2 separate regions of the Anser cygnoides genome follow, and region 2 is linked to region 1. Evidence: chromatin contacts called from public Hi-C data. All regions are on one chromosome and are shown on one strand. The core of a region is the stretch at or near the end of the contact, and the rest is flanking DNA. Distances in the headings are between cores, read along the strand shown. Region 1 holds the start of LOC106040822 (vacuolar protein sorting-associated protein 51 homolog). Region 2 holds the start of SLC39A13 (solute carrier family 39 member 13).

Region 1 (2,848 bases), core at 335-2,834:
GAGCAGGCGTTGCTCTCGTTAAGGACACGTTGTGGTGAGCTTGCCTCTCAGCGCGTTCTGTGCTGAGCAGGCAAAGGCCTTTGTGCCTCACTGCTTCCGGCCTTGTGCCACTGGAATTCCTGCTTCTTTTTCCGGAGTTGTCTGCCATTTGGGGTCTTGGCTGTGGTATTTAGGCTCAGCCATGACAAGAGATGATGCAGAGCAGCAGCAGCATTGTTTCTGGCCTCAGCCTGGGGAGATGCCAACCCTGTGCCCCCCGGACTGGGGTGTGGAGCTGGGCTCTGTCCTTGGGGACAAGTTTCTGTCCCCAGGCTGCTCTGCTGTCGGGTGCGAGTGGGTAGGGAAGGCCCTGAGTTCTGTCACCGCGCAGCATTGAGCTCTGATGGCTCTTTGTGGGGCTGGCATCTCTCCTCAGCCAGGAGCTCCGTAGCCTGCAGTTGAGGCATGGTCCTGGTGTAGGGTGAAAGGAGCAATGGGGATGCAAGGCCTATTGGGTTGAAGGCAAGCAGGTGAAAAGGTGCTGGCAGAACTGGCTGTCTTGCGTGCCCTTGGCATTTCAGGGTTCTTCTCTCCTCCTACTCCTGCGCTGTTTTTGTTGAGGCTTAAAGTTTACACTGACACAGAGGTTAAAATCATATTGCTGGCTGTTCATAAATGCCTTTAACAGATTCTTTATAAAGGAGTCAAATAATTTGTCTGCATCTTCAGGTAGAGCTTAGCCAGTACATTTTCATTTTTCCAGCACCAAGTGATTGTTCTCATTGCATCAGGCCAGGCAACATGTAGATGGCAGTACTTGCAGCATGCATGGGAAGAGTAGCTCTATCGGTCTTTGGTGGCATTGAAGATGTGTGTAGTGTCCATTATTTGGAGAGGGTCTAAGAGGCTACAGAAGATTGTGGTACATAGACTGAGGGTGGGAATTTGTTTCTTCCTGATCTCCTGAAATTACCGTTTCCTTGAGTGTGCTTCACCTGAAGTAGTCCCACTTATGCAAAATCCCCACGGGCTGGGGCTGGAGGGAGCTGTGGTTGCGGCACACAGTGCAGGGGTGTTTCATGGTGCTAGGGGAGGATTTGGCTTTGTCCCTCCCAGCCCCTCCGCACCGCCTCATGTTCCTAATTTACTCCTCATCTCTGATGCCCCCGTTGTCGTCCGTGATGCCCACAGGTCCTCCTGTCACCCTGCTGTCCCCAGCCCCATCTCCAGCCCCTGTTTTCACCCCAGTGTGTGTGTCCCCATCTCTGATGCCCACAGCCTTCACCTCCCGGGTCTCTCCAATCTCCCTGTCCCCGATGTTTGAGCCTGAACACGACTGACACCGTGTGCTTTATGGGCTTTATTTACTTCATTGACTGACGGCATGGGCTTTATGTGCTTTATTTCCTTTACTGACTGACACCATGGGCTTTATGTGCTTTATTTGCAGGGGGCCGACGAAGACGAGGCGATGAAGGCGGCCCCGAACGCGGCGCCGTGCGGCCCACTGCGGACGGTGCCGCGGGGGCCAGGAGGCGGTAACCATGGTGACGGCCCCGCCCGGAAGTGACGCCGGGGGCTGGGCAGGAAGTCAGGCGCTGGCACGGAAGTGGCGGCGTGATGGCGGACGGGGAGGCGGCGGGCACCGGCACCGAGACCGGGGGACCGAGACCGAGACCGGCACCGGCACCGGCTCCTCCTGGCGCCGGCCTCATGGCCCGCTCCAGCGCTACTACGGGCTGCCCGCCGCCGAGGCAGCGGAGGCCGCCCCGGACCCCATCGACATCAACGGGCCTCACTTTGACCCGGAAGTTTTCCTCGCTAAGGTGACCTTTGACCCCACCGTGACGCGCACCCCCACCCCGGGGACCCCCTGAGGTTTGGGTGCCCGCCTGTGGGGACCCCAAAGGGTTCCTGTGGGGATCCCAAAGGGTTCCTGTGGGGATCCCGCAGCCATCGCCCTTCGGGGGGCAAGGGGTGCCGTGCAATCCGTACCCCTGCCCCCAGAGCCCTGTGGGGACCCCATAAACCCCTCCGCCAGGCTTTGCTGGATCCCTGAGAGACCTTCCGACCCCCTTCAGATCCCCAAAAAGGGGTTCTCTGGGTACCCTATAGATCTCCCCCCATAGGTGCTCCTTGGGGTCCTGTATGTCCCCTGTGTAGGGGCGATACGGGGCTGTTGGGGACCGTTGTGGATCCCAGCAGGGCCCTGGCATGCAGCTGGAAGCTCTTGGGGTTCCTTTTCCCAAGACCAGGGTGCCATTTAGGTGGTTGTGTGGCAGGCAGGGCTCCCTGAGCAGCACATCGGGCTGGGGGGGGACAGCTGGAGGGCTCTACGATGCAATTAGGGGAGCAGCTGAGGAGCACAGAACCACCATGGAGGGCATGTAGGGGTCTGGGAGGGAGTTGTTCCGGCTCCGGGAGAGTTGTTGGGGTGCAGTGGGGCCAGTGTGCAGTTGTATCATGATTGCCCCCCTTCCAGGTGCGCAGTGAGTGCCCCCTGGGGCAGTTGTTGGCCCGCGAAGCTGCGCTGGGGCGGGAGATCCGCGCTCTCGACAGCGACATGCAGACGCTGCTCTACGAGAACTATAACAAGTTCATTTCTGCCACAGGTGGGCTCTCAGGGGGGACACAGGTATTTGGAGGGGGGGGGGACTAGAGGGATCCCAAGTGGCTCAGGGACCCATGGGTCTTGTTTTTTCCCCCCCGCAGACACTATCCGAAAGATGAAGGTCGATTTCCGGCGCATGGAGGCAGAGATGGACGACTTGGCTGCCAACATGGCAGCCATCAGCACCTCCAGTGCCCGTGTCAGCGCGGCGCTGCAGGACCGTCACCGCCGTGGTGCCCAGCTGGCTGGTACGGGGAG
Region 2 (2,700 bases), core at 62-2,561, 250 kb after region 1:
TCTTTACGTTTTTACACCTTTACTTTTGGACCCAGCCTGCTGGACTATGACCGAGCCATACTGATCTCCAGACTGTTGCTGAAAATTCACTACAGCTAAGAATTCAGCCACCCACTGGGAAAAAGCTCCATTTGATGCAGTGTGGTACAGCTGCCACTTGATGGCATAAGGTACTGAGTGCACGTTTCATCCGGAATTCTCCCTGTTTGGCTTGCAGTAGGGTACAAATTAAAACTCAATGCCTTGGAGTGAAATCCTGCACCACTGAAGTCAAAAGCAAACCCATTTACTTCACTGAGCCCGGGATACCGCTCTTGATTCCGATAGTCCCAGGTGCTCAGCGTGGCTTGGCTTACCCGAAGAAGTGCCTGCCTGTTTTAACTGTGATAATCACAGACACGATCTGCCAGCACACGGAACTGCGCCACTGGGGACTGATAACAGTTATTCAGGCAATAGGAAGGCGGCCGTGGAACACAGGAACGATAAAACTTACAACTTCGGAAGCAAAACTTGCTTTCAGAATTCAGCTCCCAACATAAACTTTCTGCTTCTGACTGAGAAAGATGAAACTTTTCTTAAACCGCCTTCGCAGTGCGTCCGTGTCGGATTGTATTCCCATTACATGGCTGCAGAAAGAGCAGCCCAGCCAGCGCAGGCTACTGATGGCTGACTGAATTCCAAACTCCTGCTCCGCGGCGTGACATTGGAGTGATGTAATGAGACCGGGGTGAGACTGCAGACAGGAGGAACGTCAGCATCAGCGGCGTCTCCTAGGGGAACGGGGTTTGTTCTGGAAATTGGAGTGGGAAGAGTTCTGTGTCGCAGGGGAAATGGTAAGAGATGGAACCGAAAGGTACGTTAGTATATTTTGGAAAGTGTATTGGAAACTATAGCTCTGAGCTAGTTCAGCTTGTATAAAAGTAAATCTTTGTTCTCTGCTGACCTAGTTTTTTGAGCACATGAAGTTTCTGCAAACCTCAGTAAGAACCGTGGATACTCTTCACCGTTAACAGTCAGGGTTACATTGTCAGAGCTCAGGTGTCACCCAAGCGCCATCAGGAAGGCTGTAACACATCCACCTGCTACAGAAACCTGTGTAGCGGCAGGTACTTTCAAAAGTTACTTCATCTTTTCAAAAACTTGCGGAGGGCGAGTCCTACGGAGGGCTGCCACGCTTTTACCCGTGACAACAGGGGGCTCACAGCCCCCCTAGATCCCCCCAGGCCCCTCCTCGGCAGACGGGTCCCCGCAGGAAGCGGGCCCGACGCCGGCCCCCCGGTGGCGGAGGCCGGAAGCGAGCGCGGCGCTGGCGGCGGCGCCGGGTCCGCGGCTGGTGCCGAGGAGGCCGGGACCGACGTGGCCGGCCGGGGGAGGCGGGGACTGGGGGCGGCCGGGCGGGGCAGGCGGGCGCCGTGCTGCGGCTGGATGGCAGCGGCGGCACGGGGCGCGGCGGCGGCGCACGGTAAGGGCGGGAGGCGCTGAGGGGGCCGGCGGGGGGACGGGGTTGGAGCGGGGCCGGAGGTTTGGCGGCGGGCGGGGGGGTCCGCGCCGCCATTTCGCGTGAGCCTCGCTGCGCCGGGCCCGCTGAGGGGACGGGGCGCGGAAAGTTTGCGAAGTAACTCCGGCCGCCTCGCCGCTCGGCCCCCGCGGGGAGCTGCGGCGGAGCCGGGCCCGGGGGCAGCCCCAGCCGGCTGCCAGCTTTCCTCCCGGCGAGCCGGCGGCGGGTGGGATGGGGACGGAGTCGGTGCTTCAGCTGCCTGCCGTGCCTGCGGGAGGAGGTGAGGGCAGAGCTGTGCCGGGTGCCCCATCTGCCTGCCCCGCCGTACCCCGCTGTGCTTAACCCCGCGAGCCTCCGGCTGCACGCGCTGCGATGTGCCCGGTCTGCAGAAATGAGAGGCTCCGCGTGCAGTGATTCAGTAGGAGAGGAATGGGGAAGAGGGGAAGGGTCCCCGCAGAGCGGTGGGGTCGCTGCAGGCAGGCTGTGATTTGTGACAGAGAGGACGGCGTGCCCTGGGAGCCTGCAGGCCTGCTGTGCCTCCGCCGGGGTCAGGGCTTCCAGGAGGAATTCAGAGCTCTCCACGGGGCTAATGGAGGGAGGCGGCTTGTGGAGAATTTTTTTGGCTGAAAATAATGCTTCCTCCCTGGAAAATAACTTTTTTTTTTTTTTTTTCCATGCAATACTCTTTTGCAACTCTTAAGGCCAAGCAACTGGCTTCCAGGGAAAACAGTTGTTTATAACAGTTGTTATAAAGATCTTTTTTTTCCTTCTCTCGACAACATCTGAAATGTCATTGTGTGGCAGCGAGCAATTGTGCTGAGACAGAGCTGAAGCTGTGTGGTCTGAAAAGGCAAAGCGTCCAGGAAGGGAGGCGGTGGGTCCCTGCAGGAATCTTTGTCGTGTAAATATTTTATTTTCTGTTTTCCAGTAGGTTTTTACCTTGGCATTTTGAGTTTTGACTGTTTTCTCAGGCACTGCCTGCCACAGACCAGCTCAGTGAGGTAGCGGAGGCTGTGGGAGTCTCCCAGGAGGAGGGCATGTGCTCTTCTCAGTTAGCGTTCAGTCTCCCCCTTCTTCCCACTAAGGAGTGTGTAAATGGCAGATTTTCATGTTTGTTCTTCCTGAGCTGGGAAGACCTAGCTGTTACTTCAGTTCAGAATCCCAGTCAGAGCAGACCTGACTTGAATGCTCTGCTCTGG

The links. A called contact is a pair of places that touch in the nucleus more often than the background predicts.
Region 2: a contact with region 1 is called in a Hi-C map of liver, with 3 times the contacts expected there. The contact joins the promoter of SLC39A13 here to the promoter of LOC106040822 in region 1. A contact is called at or near these places in 3 of 7 Hi-C or Micro-C datasets (granulosa cells and liver).

Annotation. Positions count from the first base shown.
Region 1 is chr5:12,672,971-12,675,818 of Taihu_goose_T2T_genome, forward strand. LOC106040822 (vacuolar protein sorting-associated protein 51 homolog) reads left to right here and starts at 1,585. Exons shown (of 11, transcript XM_066998054.1): 1 at 1,585-1,642; 2 at 1,645-1,805; 3 at 2,462-2,591; 4 at 2,692-2,838. The coding sequence starts at 1,600.
Region 2 is chr5:12,923,311-12,926,010 of Taihu_goose_T2T_genome, forward strand. SLC39A13 (solute carrier family 39 member 13) reads left to right here and starts at 1,312. Exons shown (of 10, transcript XM_066997674.1): 1 at 1,312-1,465.